2 separate regions of the Callithrix jacchus genome follow, and region 2 is linked to region 1. Evidence: chromatin contacts called from public Hi-C data. All regions are on one chromosome and are shown on one strand. The core of a region is the stretch at or near the end of the contact, and the rest is flanking DNA. Distances in the headings are between cores, read along the strand shown.

Region 1 (6,627 bases), core at 2,184-4,683:
TAGTCTATCTTAACAAGGAAGGAAAAGGGTTAGCCACATTTCCTCATTCTTGCATTATTCACCAGCTTATAAGCATCCAAGGCAAAATAGCATTTTACCTTTGCCATTAGCTGCAACTACCCCAAAAATCCCTCTTTAATGTTTGTAAAATAAAAAGCTATCAATCACAATTCAAGTTGTGGATTTATTAAGCTATAAATATCAACATTTAAGAATCTGTGAATCTGGCTAGTTATATTAATATAAAATTCCCTTTTAACTGATGTACCAAATTTAAATATGATATTGTGTACAAAAAAGGAAAAGGAGTGTTATTAACTTACTATGTGTGTCAATATATCTTGCTTTGTCTTTTTTGCCACCAAAAAGAGCAGCAGCTGCTTTCTTAAAGAAATTCTTAGCTGGGCTCGATAAGTGAAAATCTGGAACTGTATGACAACAGCTAGACGATAGTCTGTCCGGAGTGAAGCCCTGTGGAATATTAGAAAAGGCCTTCAGTAACCTGCCAGGTAACTGGGATCAACAGCATGCAATTAAAAAAAAGAAGAAGATGGCAACCAACCTGCAAAAAAAAGTCATGTCGAATGATGTCATCCAAACTGGGACGATCCTCTGGGTTTTTGGATAACATACTAGCTATTAAGTGCTTGGCTGGAGCCAGCAATGAGGATGGCATTGTATACCTTGCTTCTCTTATGCACCTGTAAGTTTCTTTGAGATTTGTAGTTTCAAATGGGGGCCTCCCTAGTAACATTGTATACCTGTGTGCAAAGAAACACATCTTTAGCAATGGTCATAAAGCAACCCTTTTCAGGTGTTAACATCTAAATCTGAATTTGCTTTTTAATTATTCTGCTGTATTTACTTACATTACACAGCCCAAGGCCCAAATGTCTGATTCACAGCCATGTCCTTGTTTGTTGAGGACTTCAGGAGAGAGATAATTTGGGGTACCACATATCGTTCTGGAAAGATAAAAATTGAAATCTTGTTAGGAACTATTCCACTATTTAAACTTAGTTCTCCTGATGTGACTTGATGGGAAACGAAATCTTAACATCTATGCTCAATTTCTATTTGGAAACATTTGAATTTTAGCATCTGAACAATTGAGGTCTGGCCAAGTGAGTTTTGATAATTTTTACATGCACACACAGTGTGTTAGCCCACAGGACAAAACGTTGTTAACCAACTAAAACCAGGGACATTGTGGCATTTTATACATTTCAGGCCCAGAAAAGACTTCGTTGACTGCTTTCATAATCAGTTTAGAGGCACAGGGGGCTCTGTCTAGTACACAGTGGGCATTTAGTATTTCTTTAGCATTGCTATGGTTTACAGATTTTATCACCTGACCTCTGAAACATCAACTGCAAAATAATTAAGGCACATTTGGTTTCCACGAAACCCTCCCAGGATGCATCTTTCTGACTCTTACCGCCTTCTGTGTTCCAAGGGTTCTAGCCTGGCTGCCAAACCAAAGTCCCCAACTTTTAGTTCCATGGCTTCATTAATAAAAAAGTTTCCTAGATGAGAAACAAAACAATAAGTGAATCCCTTTGAAAATGCATTCTAACCAAGTACACACACATCCACTTTGGACCCAGGCAGCCAATTGTTATATCAAAGTCACCCATTCAAAAGCTAAATTGCAGACGCTAGATCCCAATTAAGAACGTTAATATGTTTAAAAAAAAGGAGGGAGAGAAAAAAGAACTATCTCTAACACAAAACTCAGCTTTCGGTGTCAAGGACTCACCTAGTTTGAGATCCCTGTGCAAGATTTCTTGTTCATGAAGGTATTTCAGTCCAGACACAATCTGCCTGAGGTAGTATCGGACTTCTGGCTCTGTCAACACCTTTCTTGCTTTCAAAATATGAGCCATTGACTAGGGATACGAGAAGGAAAAAAGAGAAGCTGTCAAACAGTTATCAAAATCACTGGTTTCCCTTTGCAGGTTGAGCAATGAAAGTTAACATTGCAGTATGAGTACTGCCACAGCTAAAATCCCAGATAAAATACTGTTTGAATGCCATGTTAATTCAGGGAAAGTAAATGTCCTCAAATAGGAATTGACACTTACCCTTCTACTGCAGTATTCCAAGAGAATGTAAATGTTTTCTTTGTCCTCAAAGTAGTGGTAAAACTGCACTACATGTTTATGATGAAGAATTCGGTGAAGCTCTATTTCTTTGTCAATCTACATGAAAAAGCAAGGTAGGGCTTGTTAGCCTCCAGTCACCTCGGAAAAGCCAGTGATTACACAGGCAGAAGACATTTTCCTAACAGGGAAGGGCCATCCGTGCACACAAAGAAAATACTTTACTCAAGAGTCATACACACCTTTTCCCTTTGATGAGGTTTAGCTACCCTGCTGTGAGGAATAATTTTTGCAGCGTAGACTTTGTTATTTGTCAAATCTGTCATCTCGTAACATTTTGCAAAGCCACCCTGAAAGGAAACAAAGCCGAGATGGAATTGAGTATGGCACAAAAATGGACGGCAGATACTTTAAATAAATAAATAAATGGGAAGAAAGAAAAGCAAAAAAAAAAGAGGAATGGAGGAGAGTGGACAGAGGGATGCATTCTACTCCGTTGAAGCTCCCTCGTGAAGAGAAACGCATTGCTAGAAACAGCAAGTTCAGTTTCTCTTTTTCCTTTACAAACGGGAGATTTATGGAGGGTCGGAGCGGGGAGACATGAAAAATAATGTTTGATGAGACTTGTCAGGAAAATTCTCTGGGAGCAGGTGGAGGGACAGAGGTCTGAAATAGAAAAGCCCTCGCTTCTTTCAAGATGCATTTCTCTGGGCTACGGGAGGCACACAGTTCTGAGGCTGATTGCAAAGCCGAGATCGCCTGCGCTGCCGGGGCACAAAAGCCACAGGACAGGTGAGGAGCCCACCTCGCGCTGGGATCGGACCCCCGAGAAACCCGGAAGCCGCGGGCGCGGGACCCCGCGGGCCCGCCCGGCTCGGGGTCGCCCGGGCAGACCTCCCGCCCGCCCGACAGCCCGGCGCCCTCCGCTCGTCACCTTTCCCAGCACTTTGCCCCGGCAGTAGCGCTTTCCCGTCGTGGGGTCGACGATAATCCGCGAGATCTCGGGCCCCGAGTGCGAGTGGTGGTGATGGTGATGCGGGGCCGCCGGCGGCACCTGCGCCTGGGACTGCTGCGCCTGCGATTCCTCTGGGGGCTGAGGCGGCCGCTTCTTCTTCGAGTCCCCTCCGCAACCCTTGCCCAGCGCCTGCTCGCACATTTTGGTGCTAGCAGCCGGCTGGTAGGTGATAGTCCGCAAAAGCTCCATGGTCGCCTCGCCGCCCCACACTGCCCGCTGCCGTCCCCTCCCTAGGCGCGGTCACACGTCCGAACCGGCCGTGGCCCTCGCACCCCTGCCTCTGCTGCCGACGCGCAACCGACACCCCGGTCCACTTGTGCGAGTGAGAAGGCTCGAAGTCTTATATACCAGCCGGCGACAATGGGGCGGAGATTCGAAACGCAACATTGCGTCACGGCCGACGCCCCGCCCCACGGCCGCCCTGAGCGCGCAGGGCCGAGAAGCCGGTCTGTCCCGCCACCCCGGTCCAGCTTCCGAACCGGGCCGCGCACCTCGAACTCCGGCCGCTGAGAGTTCTCGCGGCCACGAGGAGGCCATCAGGGGCGTCTGTGGGTCCTGCCGCCCGTTCTTCGAAGGCTCCGAGCCTCAGCGATAAAAACAGAAATCCGAGGTCAAGCGACCGGCCCCACCCCCGCCCCAGCCGCCGGGTGGCGGGGCAGTGCAGTGACCCTAGCGAGCTGGGCGCGGGTGCAGACGCAGCCCTTCCCCCGCGCAGCCCTTCCCGGCCGCCTCGCCCCCGGCGCCTTCTGTGTCTAGGTGTTAGGGTGCCCGGAGCCCACCGCACGGGCATGCGTGGCCTCCCCTGGCCATGTGACAGGACTCGGTTGCCGCTGCTCCGCGGCGCTGTGACGAGCTCGCTGGTGTCTATCAGGGGCAGTGCCGAGAGGCCGTGCCGGGGGAGAGGCCACGGTTCGTGGAGCCGGACATTCGAGCTCTTCCCGCATCGCGCTGGGGCGGACTCCGGCCCGCAGGCTGGGATCCCGGGCCGATCGGCCCACCGTGCCAGGATCCCCCTCAAGGCCCGTCAGACCCCCGCCCATCCCCCTTAAGCGAGCCTCTGTACGAGGTCAGGCCCTGAACCCTGGAGAGCGAGGTCGGCGCCCTGGCAAGGCGTCCTCCGCCGGTGGCCCGAAGATTGGAAAGCAAGGGCGGCATCTTGTGGAATATTCCAGAAGTGCTGTTAGGTGTCGGAGTGGGCCACAGTTGAGGACTGTAGGCCTTTGACAGTTACTGGTATTAAAAATCGATGCCGATTAAGAGTTTGGAATCAGAGTCATCTATGACTTCTTCCGAATGCATCTGTTGAGATGCCTCATGAGCTGCCCCGGCGCATGAAGAGTCAATCCGAGACTTCCTGGGATGGGGGATTGGGAGGATGAAGAGAGGAGCATAGTCCAGTGAATGCAAACACGGCTTAGTTTTCTATTTCCAGATTTACTGTGCAGTTTTACTAACCTAGGAACACGTTTAATTTTTCTTACTCTAATTATGATAGTGTTACATTTATTGAGGACTGTGCAGTATTTTGAAATGCCTTACTTAATCCTACAACAATTCTGAGTGAGAAATGTTGTAAGGAAGGAAAAATAATTTTCTACCTTTCAAAGTTGACCTGGATCCCTGTAACCAGACAGATTAACAAGAAAACAAGGAAGTTTATTAACATGTATGTCTCCTATATACATGGGAGATAACCCATGAAATTGCTGAAAATTGGGCTTAAATACCATCTTTAGCTAAACCAAAAGAAAAGAGTATGGGGCGGGCAAGTTAAGGAAGCATGACCAGGAAATGTATAGTAAATAGGAGTGGGGTTTCTTATTTCTTCACTGACAAAAGAGTTTTTCATGATTTAGAGTCAAACTTTTCCTCCTGGTACAGAGAAGACACTCTTACAAATGTAGTTTTATGGGTTTTGTTTTTGTTTTTGTTTTAGTAAATGTAAGTTTCCCTTACAAAAGGGTAATATGCCATTTTTTAGAGCATCTCCTGGGTCGGCTAGTTCTCAAAATAATTATCTCTAAATAATCCTTATCCCAGAGCCATATTTGGAGTGGCAGGTTCTGGTCTCCTACATTATTATTCCCATTTTATAGATGAGATTTGGAGAATTTAACTATATTTTTAGTAGATCATCGAAGTTAGTTTAATTAGCACACTTGAATCTTTTTATCTATGTTAACAAGATATGGTAAACAGTTTTTAGAAGCAAAATTCCAGAGACATTTGGAATATCAGATTATTGGATCCCTGGAAGGTATGTACAAAAAGGGTTCCTGCAGTCCACTGTCAAATTTAGGCGTGCGTGGTATCAACATGAATCAAACATTTACAAAGATACTGTGTCTCAAATACTTCCAGCATAATGTGGAAACGAGGCTCATTGCCGTTACAGAGGAGAAAGGGAAAGTCTTTGCCATTATAGAGAAAGGAAAAGTGCTTTCTGTGGCTTCTGTTTTTAATTCTTTAAAGAGTACAGGGCAAGTCTGGGCATGTTTCTCATAAGTGACAATAGACGTTAATCCCAAGATTGTCAGGGATGGAGTAAGGGGGTGGGGATTAGGAGTGGGAATTCAGAATTACGTAATCATCCTCTTTATTCATAAACCTAGGGGTGACCTTTGCTCCCCAGATTTATGCAAACCTACTTTATAAGATTTTGAAGGCTTTCAGTTTTAGAAAATATTACTAGAATTTCTCAAAGCTAGTTTTACACACCATGTCTTTATTGGTTGATAATAAAGTTTATACACACACACACACACGTGTGTATGTGCATATGTATTTCTTTGTGCCTAAGATAAAGACTATGAAGAATAGATTGTCATGATTTTTAAAAATTATTTCAATTACTTTGATTAGCATACACAATGGTATGTGTCTTTACCAAACGGACTTCAGTATTTGATAAACTATTGAACATTCCATGTGAAATTCAGGTCTGTCTTCCACAACATGGAGGCATTTAATGAAATATTAACACTGTGTAAATCTTATGGTGTCTTCTTTCCAGCTAAGAAAATGATTTTTTTTGGATTGTGGTGCCATCATGTGGAAAGAACCAAAATTGTAGTTCATAGGACAAAAAAAGGAAATAAATGTACTTTCTAGTAAGTAGAATAATTACTAAATATCATGGGGTTGATTTGGTAACCAGTAGGAAGAAAAAAATTAACCCATACTTCATATGTGGCTTAATTTCAAACAGATGAAAGTTTGAAATGTAAAATGTTACCTCAGAAGACAATGTGAGAGAGTTTTTCATAGCTTTTGAGTGTGGGAGATCTTTCAACTGTTTACAAAATCTAGAATCCCTAAAAAAAAAAATCATTAATGTAACTATATAAAAACAAAAGCTTTTCATTGATTTAAAATAACAAAACACCATAAAGTCAAAGGATAAATATCATGCTGGAAAAATTATTTTCAACCCATTACAGAGAAAGAGCTTATCTTCCTATTATATAAAAACTCCCATAAATGGATGAAATACCAATTATCCAATAGAAA
Region 2 (6,627 bases), core at 2,055-4,554, 690 kb before region 1:
GTCTGTCCCAAAGTCGTATGAATAGATTCTTAGAAAAAACAGAAGTCCAATTCTAGAAAACAGTCTAGTTTTCAAATCTCTATTATAATCCATCCTGAGTCTTAAGCATTAAGGGCCTACCGCTCTCTCATTGTGTTGGTGGGCTTTTGCTTGTGCCCCATAGAGTCTAATTTTCTTTCCCATATCGATATAAATAAGGACAACTGTACAAAAGAGGCAATAATGAGGGAGACCTTGGAGCTAGAGTTGGGGGCCTTGGAGGATTCCCTGGGTTCATCAGAAAGAGCTCATGAATGTGGAAAAGCAAAGTGAGGTAAATGGAAGAGGCAATGTTAAAGAATTATTTTCTGGTCTTTATGCGACTTTCATAGTTATCTTTTATAGCTCCTGCAAAGGCAAGAAGGAAATCATTATTGACTTTATATAGTGACCCAAGCCCTGGCCTGGAAATTAAAATACTTGCTATTAACTCCAGCTCTGCCACTAAAGTGTTTGGCCTAAGGCATGCTATTTCTTTTCTTCCATCTCTTTATTTATAAAGTGAGTAGTATAAACCATGAGTGCAACACTCTTTTTCTGCCCTCACATTTCATGTTAGAACCTTGTGATATAATGGAAATACCACACATTTAGGAATATAAGCAAACTTTGAGTTGTATGTTGTATGACACTGAGTGAGCTCTTTTAGTTTCTTATCAGTAAAATAGATGAACACTTACTTTGCAGGACAGCTGTGGAAATGAAAGGTAACATATAATAAATACCAGGAAATGTGCCTGGAATGTAGACGGTTTTACATTAAAAAATAATGTTGATTCAGTGATGTCACGGCCAGGTCCTAAATGGCCCTCCATTTCAGGTTGAGGTGTAAGTCTGACTTCTGTCTCCATGGATCAGGTAGCATGGAGTCTGTGTTGCTACCTAAGAGTAAAAGTGGTTCAAAGCTCTTGGCTCTGTCTATGAATGAATGCAAAGGCAATTCTGTCCCAGGACCTCTTGGAAATGCTACGGGAGATTATAGCCCCATTGCACAATCATGCCTCCGCCCAGCCTCTACAGCCCCGGGGCCTCTATAACCCCTCTCAGCTATGTTGAAAGCTCTGCCATTGAAGGAAAACGTAGTGAAGCATGGCAAGCTACTTTACTCACATCAGGAAATGCAAGGCCCTGACAGTGTAGAGAGTTCCAGAATAATTCTTTGAATCCTTTTTTTCTAATATTTTCAAATACTTGTGTTGAGAATTGAGCAGGACAGTGAGGGCTGGGGAGTAGGCAAAAGATGGCTAAAGACATCCACTTCAGAGAACCTCTAATGTTTCAGATTCAGCTGGAACTCTGTCAGAAAATGGGCTACATCCTGGGGGAAAAAAGAAAATCCATCTTTTAGAAGATTTCCATCAACAACAAACTTCTCTCATTTACAGGAAAATTGATCATTTGACACCTTGGAGATTTTACCTGGAGGAAAATAATTTCTTGAAGCCTCTTGTGCCTGTGAGAGCCAAATGCTATTTTGCAGCTGTAATGTTGATAATGTATACACATTCTCCCCAGAGCAATGGATTCTTTAACCTTAATATTGAGACTGGAATGAGATTCTGTCCTCTAGAGGTCACCAATGCACCAGATTTGAAGGCCATGGAGGCTTCCAAAATGCTCAGGAAGCATCATGTGTCCTGTTCACGTTTGAATGAGAGAGAAAATAAGGCAAGTAAATTATCCTAATGGTTACTTTCCAGCTAGTCTCTGAAGAAGTGGGAAATCTGGTTTTAAATAAGGCGTTTTAAAATGGATTTATCTTGGCTTTTCTCTGCACTGATCTAGCTGGAGGAAACTTCCATATGGTTAATACTTCTTAACAGATAGCTTACTTTTGATGGTGAGAGAAGAAACTTTTCTAAATAGGAGAAAAACTGATGTAGAAACAGGTGATTTTAGCCTCCATTAAATGAGTGTTACTTTCGCTGGTGCTCTGACCAGGGCAGAAGATCTGTCTGAGCCTCCTCAGCACGCCGTCTTCAAAGGGCTTGGGGACACGGAGGCAGGGAAACATGGCCCTGTAATTCACTGTTATATGATTTTTGAGTTGCTTTATGAGGAGAGACGCCATCCAAAGTACTTATATCTCTACAGACAAATCAGAAACTGCACATAAAGGGATCACCTCGATAGTCACAATATGCCTTTACTTTGGGAGAATAATCAGTCAAGATCCAAGAAATTGGCAGTCTCCTTCTGGGACTAGTGGGACCTAAAAGAAAGTCTTAATTGGACTTTGCTTTAGTTACCCTGATGCGTTAATCTTGTGTGAAGCTAGTTATCTCCCTTTTTTTTTTTTTAATTTTCACAATCATCTTTTATTATTTCCTTTTAAAAATCCTTCTTAGAAAAATGTATCTTCTTATACTCATATATGAAACCTTTCCTTAAGTTTCCTTTCATATGGTATTAGCACACTTTGAAGCAATTTCTTCTAGAGTAAGAAATTTCTTATTGTTAATGTAATATGTCTCCCTTAAAGAGAACTAGCTAGGAGAACAGTGCTCCATGTGGGCAGCTGGACTGAGCAAGGGGAGTAAACTCTGCGCTGCCCAGGGTTCGGGAGGTGCTATGGCCTAGCCTGCTGCCCATGGCCTGCACTGTTCAAGGTGTGACCTGAGAGTCACCACCAGCGGTTCCCAGCATTGTTCCTGCTACTCTGGTTGCTCTCCAAGGAGAGGAATTCCTACACTATGACTTTCCCAGGGTCCAGTCACTTGCCAGCACCTGACCCATCAGGAAATCGCCTCTCCCGTCTTCCTTCCCCCATTCCTTCCTGAGCATTCCCCAGTCCAGGGTGTGGGCAACCCTCAAAAGATCTGCTGGGATTGATTGACAAGAAAACAAAACTTTTCTCTAGATAAGAAAGATTGCAGTGCTATAGGAAATCTATTTGCTTCTGGGTGGCGCTTGTCTGCCCTCTCTCTCATTCTAACACTTTTAACTGCTGACTGTGTAGTTTCTTATCATTTCTTCAGGATGTGTGGGGCAGTCAATCTTCAATCAATGAGCTTTGTTTGGGTAACTCATTTTATGGCCAATTCACAAGGAAGCAAAACACTTTGTCCTATAGAGTTAGTGGTGTCCTTTCTCAGGGTTATTAGACATTTTCTTTAGCACTAAGAAAGAACAGAGGCAAATTTTCATTTCTGAGCTGTTTCCTTTAGCTGAGAGGCGCTCTAAAAGCTGCTGGTACTACAGAGATGTGAGTTCAGCAAAGGATGGTACTCGTCATCTATTCTGGAGAATCCTGTAATGAGGATAATATGTTAGGTGGGTGGCAGTGTGTTGTGCAATGTGCTTAGCTAGGTTGAGAATCGTGTCCCTGACTTCTTGTCAATGTGGGGCTGACAGAAAGCTTTCTGGGGACTCTGTGGTTTGATCTTGGTTACCAGTTGTGTGACTGTAAGTAAGGCTCTCTTATGCCTCATTTCTCTTATCTGTAAAATAAAAGGGTTGGACATCATTTTCTCTAAGGTCCATTTTGAAGCCAGCACCCACTCTGAGAAATTAAGGATGCTCAGTCCAGGGCAGCTGCACTGTAGCAAGTGTATTGGCCTCTTAAGGCTGCCATAACAGTGTACCCAAACCTGAATGGCTTACAGGTAATTCATTTTCTTACAGTTCTAGAGGCTGGAAGTCTGAAATCAAGGTGCAAGCAGGGTGCAGGTGTCTCCAGTAGCTCTAGGGAGAATCCTTCGTGGCTTCTGCCTCTTGGTGTTTGCTGGCGATTCTGGCATCCCTTGGCCAGCAGATGCATCCCTCCAGTCCTATCTTCTTCTCCCTGTGTGACTTCACATGGTCTTCCCTCTGTGCATGTCTGTCTCTGTGTCAAAATTTCTACTTTTTATAAAAACGCAGTCACATTGGATATAAAAACACAGTTACATTGGATAGGACCCACCATAGTGACCTCACTTTAACATGATTAATTCTGTAAAAACTATTTCCAAATAAGGTCACATCTTGAGGTACTGGGGAGTGAGACTTCAGTATATCTTTTTGCGGGGATTTAGTTTAAACCATAACAGTAAGCACATAGCAAATCCCTCTGTGCTGGATGTGACCTCTTTGACCTCTAGGTACGTTGTCCATGTTATTCTGTGCCCTGGCCTCTAGACATTATGCCAAGAGATCCCCTTGTCCTCCAGTTTTCAGCTGGGTTTAGCAATGACAGGCAATATGGTGGAAGAGGAGAGCTGGGTGGGGTGAGTGGTGGTATTTAGTCCCCTGCGGGGTTCTCTCTCTTTAATAGGAGGCCCTGCTACAGGCGGGCTCTGTCCTTTAAAGAGACCTTATCCACACAGATTTTTTAGCCTCTGAGACCTGTAAGAGCTGCTTCAAACCTTTAGGCTAAAGGTCAACAATTATCTCCCTCCTCTGGCTTCACTTTGGTTTCCCTACAGTTGACCTATACTCGAAAAAATGCTCTTTTTATTAAACTCTCTTCATATAACCCATTTTGAGTGGACCATCTATTTTCTACAAGGATTCTGACTCTACATTCTCAATGACTGAATTGTTTTTCTAGAAATTCAAGGTGTTTGGCCCAGAGACGTCTTGGCAGGTGTAAGTTGCCTTGCAATTTGGAGGACCCAAAGTCCGAAAAACATTCAAAAGTCCAGGTATTTCATAAAGCCAAACTAGAGAGGCAGGTACATCAGGCTTGGTGATGTACCTAGCCTATATCTGGATGATGTAGGTAGGGACACATGGAGGTTTATGACCACTCTGGAACAGCCCTTCCAGGGTAGTTGCACATCCTAGCCCAGAGCCAGGCTGGCTTTTACTAAGCCCACCTGGACTTTCTCTGTCTCATCCCCTGCCTCCCTATAGGACTTCACTGCATTTTTTCACCCAGTATCCAGATCTCTTTCAGTAATCCAATGTCTTTATTTTAAAAGTTGTTTCACATTTAATAATTTCTACATCAGTTTTAGGTCAACTTAGTCATTATTAATAAACATGCTAGGGAAAGAATATTGGGTCAGATATTGTATTGAATATTCCATTTGATATTCTATTTTCCAAATGGAGAAAGGAGGCACATGTATGAGAAAGATTGATGACAATCTCTAGAATGACACATTCTTAGACTACTCTGTGAAGTAGATATTACTATCCACTTTAACTAAATGAGGAAACTTGAGTTTCTGAGCAGTTCAGTGAATTACTTTGCTTATTGGCTAGTAAGTTTTTAGGGCTGGTATTCAAACCTAGGTTTTCAAATTTCATTATTTGCTTCTAAAAAGATGTTTGTTTTTACTATGATGTTCATACGCCTTTTTAAAAAAGAACTGTACTATATGATTTGGTACATGGTCTTTCCTTTCTCCCAGTGTCCAAGTTAGCACTTTGCACGTAGCATCCTGAAGACTTCTTGCATGGAAGAGGCAGAGAAAGGCACCTGAGAATGTTGCATAGCTGTTAAACTCCCTTTCTTAAACTCATTTCTCTGTCTGATTTCTGCAGATCCTTAAAATATTATCTGCTATACATTAAGTCAGTCTTTTTTTTTTTGGTTAACTGGCCTTTCTTCAATGAATATCAATCTTCCCTATTTTACCTTGGGTGTCCCAGTGGCTGTTGCTTTCATTCTAGACCTTGGGTAAAATCTACACTCACATCAATTTGTTAATGATATCTGTTGAAAGCCTATTGTGCATTGGCTTAGCTGATCTCAGCCATAGTCTTGAAAATAGACACCTGTCTTTAAGGGTGAGAATTATACCATGGATACGAAACGTCTCTTAGAATGGACAAGGGAGAGGGGCACATTACTAGAAAACCAAGAAAACACACTGAGTTAAATATAAAATAGTTATACTTGGAGAATTCTGAGTTGGTTTGCATTGGAATTCTTACTACTCTTGTTAAGGGGAAAACAAACCCCATAAAAACTCATTAAAAGTAGAAAGGGTTTTTTTGGATATCAGGTAGCTCTTTCCACATCACATTTGGAAATCACACTGATTCCAGTGTGAAGGGGTAAGAAATGCTTGAATGTTGTTTTCTTTAAAGCCCACTTGGGATTAAGTAAGAAATGGAAAACATCCTACAAAACCCATTTGAATTGTTTTGGAACTCAAACATTTGGAAGGGCACTCATGAGAATTCTTTTATATTTGAGAATGCCCATGTTGGTTTCAGTTTTACTCTGGACATACTCTGTGTACCTTATTGCACAGTATCATCATAGTTTTTTTATTCTAGGCATAAAAGCAGCAGGTAATTTTTAAAGATGCAAATGATATAAAGCAAAAGAAAAAGTCTAGAAAGAATAGGAGTTATCATGCCCCCCACTAAAAACAAAAAAACCCTTATTTATGATTGACTTTCAGGGTAAGAAGGGTGGAGCAATATGAATTGGTATCCATGATAAGGATAGTGAGGGTAGTATGCCTAAAGCATTGCACAGAAGGCAAATTTATCTGTACTAAGTCATTTAGCTTACTCTTGCCGGACTTATTTTCCTGAATGCCATTTTTATTGTGTTGGATTCCTGCTTAAGCAATTAGCCTGGGTTCTCACTGTCTACTGAGTCAAGTTTGAGCTTTGTTCTGTGGATTTCGCAGTTGTCCGGAATAG

What was found. A called contact is a pair of places that touch in the nucleus more often than the background predicts.
Region 2: a contact with region 1 is called in a Hi-C map of induced pluripotent stem cells, with 6 times the contacts expected there. The contact joins the enhancer-like site here to the promoter of PLK2 in region 1. A contact is called at or near these places in 3 of 3 Hi-C or Micro-C datasets (induced pluripotent stem cells and skeletal muscle).

Annotation. Positions count from the first base shown.
Region 1 is chr2:151,407,783-151,414,409 of calJac240_pri, reverse strand. PLK2 (polo like kinase 2) reads right to left here and starts at 3,433. Exons shown (of 14, transcript XM_002744937.6): 1 at 3,037-3,433; 2 at 2,345-2,452; 3 at 2,085-2,201; 4 at 1,760-1,889; 5 at 1,439-1,526; 6 at 870-965; 7 at 563-761; 8 at 324-471. The coding sequence starts at 3,306. LOC144581598 reads left to right here and starts at 3,096. Exons shown (of 3, transcript XR_013532633.1): 1 at 3,096-5,374.
Region 2 is chr2:152,094,153-152,100,779 of calJac240_pri, reverse strand. No RefSeq gene overlaps it. Among named protein-coding and RNA genes, the nearest start is that of ACTBL2, 330 kb to the left of the region's middle. Within about 2 kb of position 3,304, at least 3 of the 16 cell types and tissues checked have an H3K27ac peak or open chromatin away from gene starts, as enhancers often do.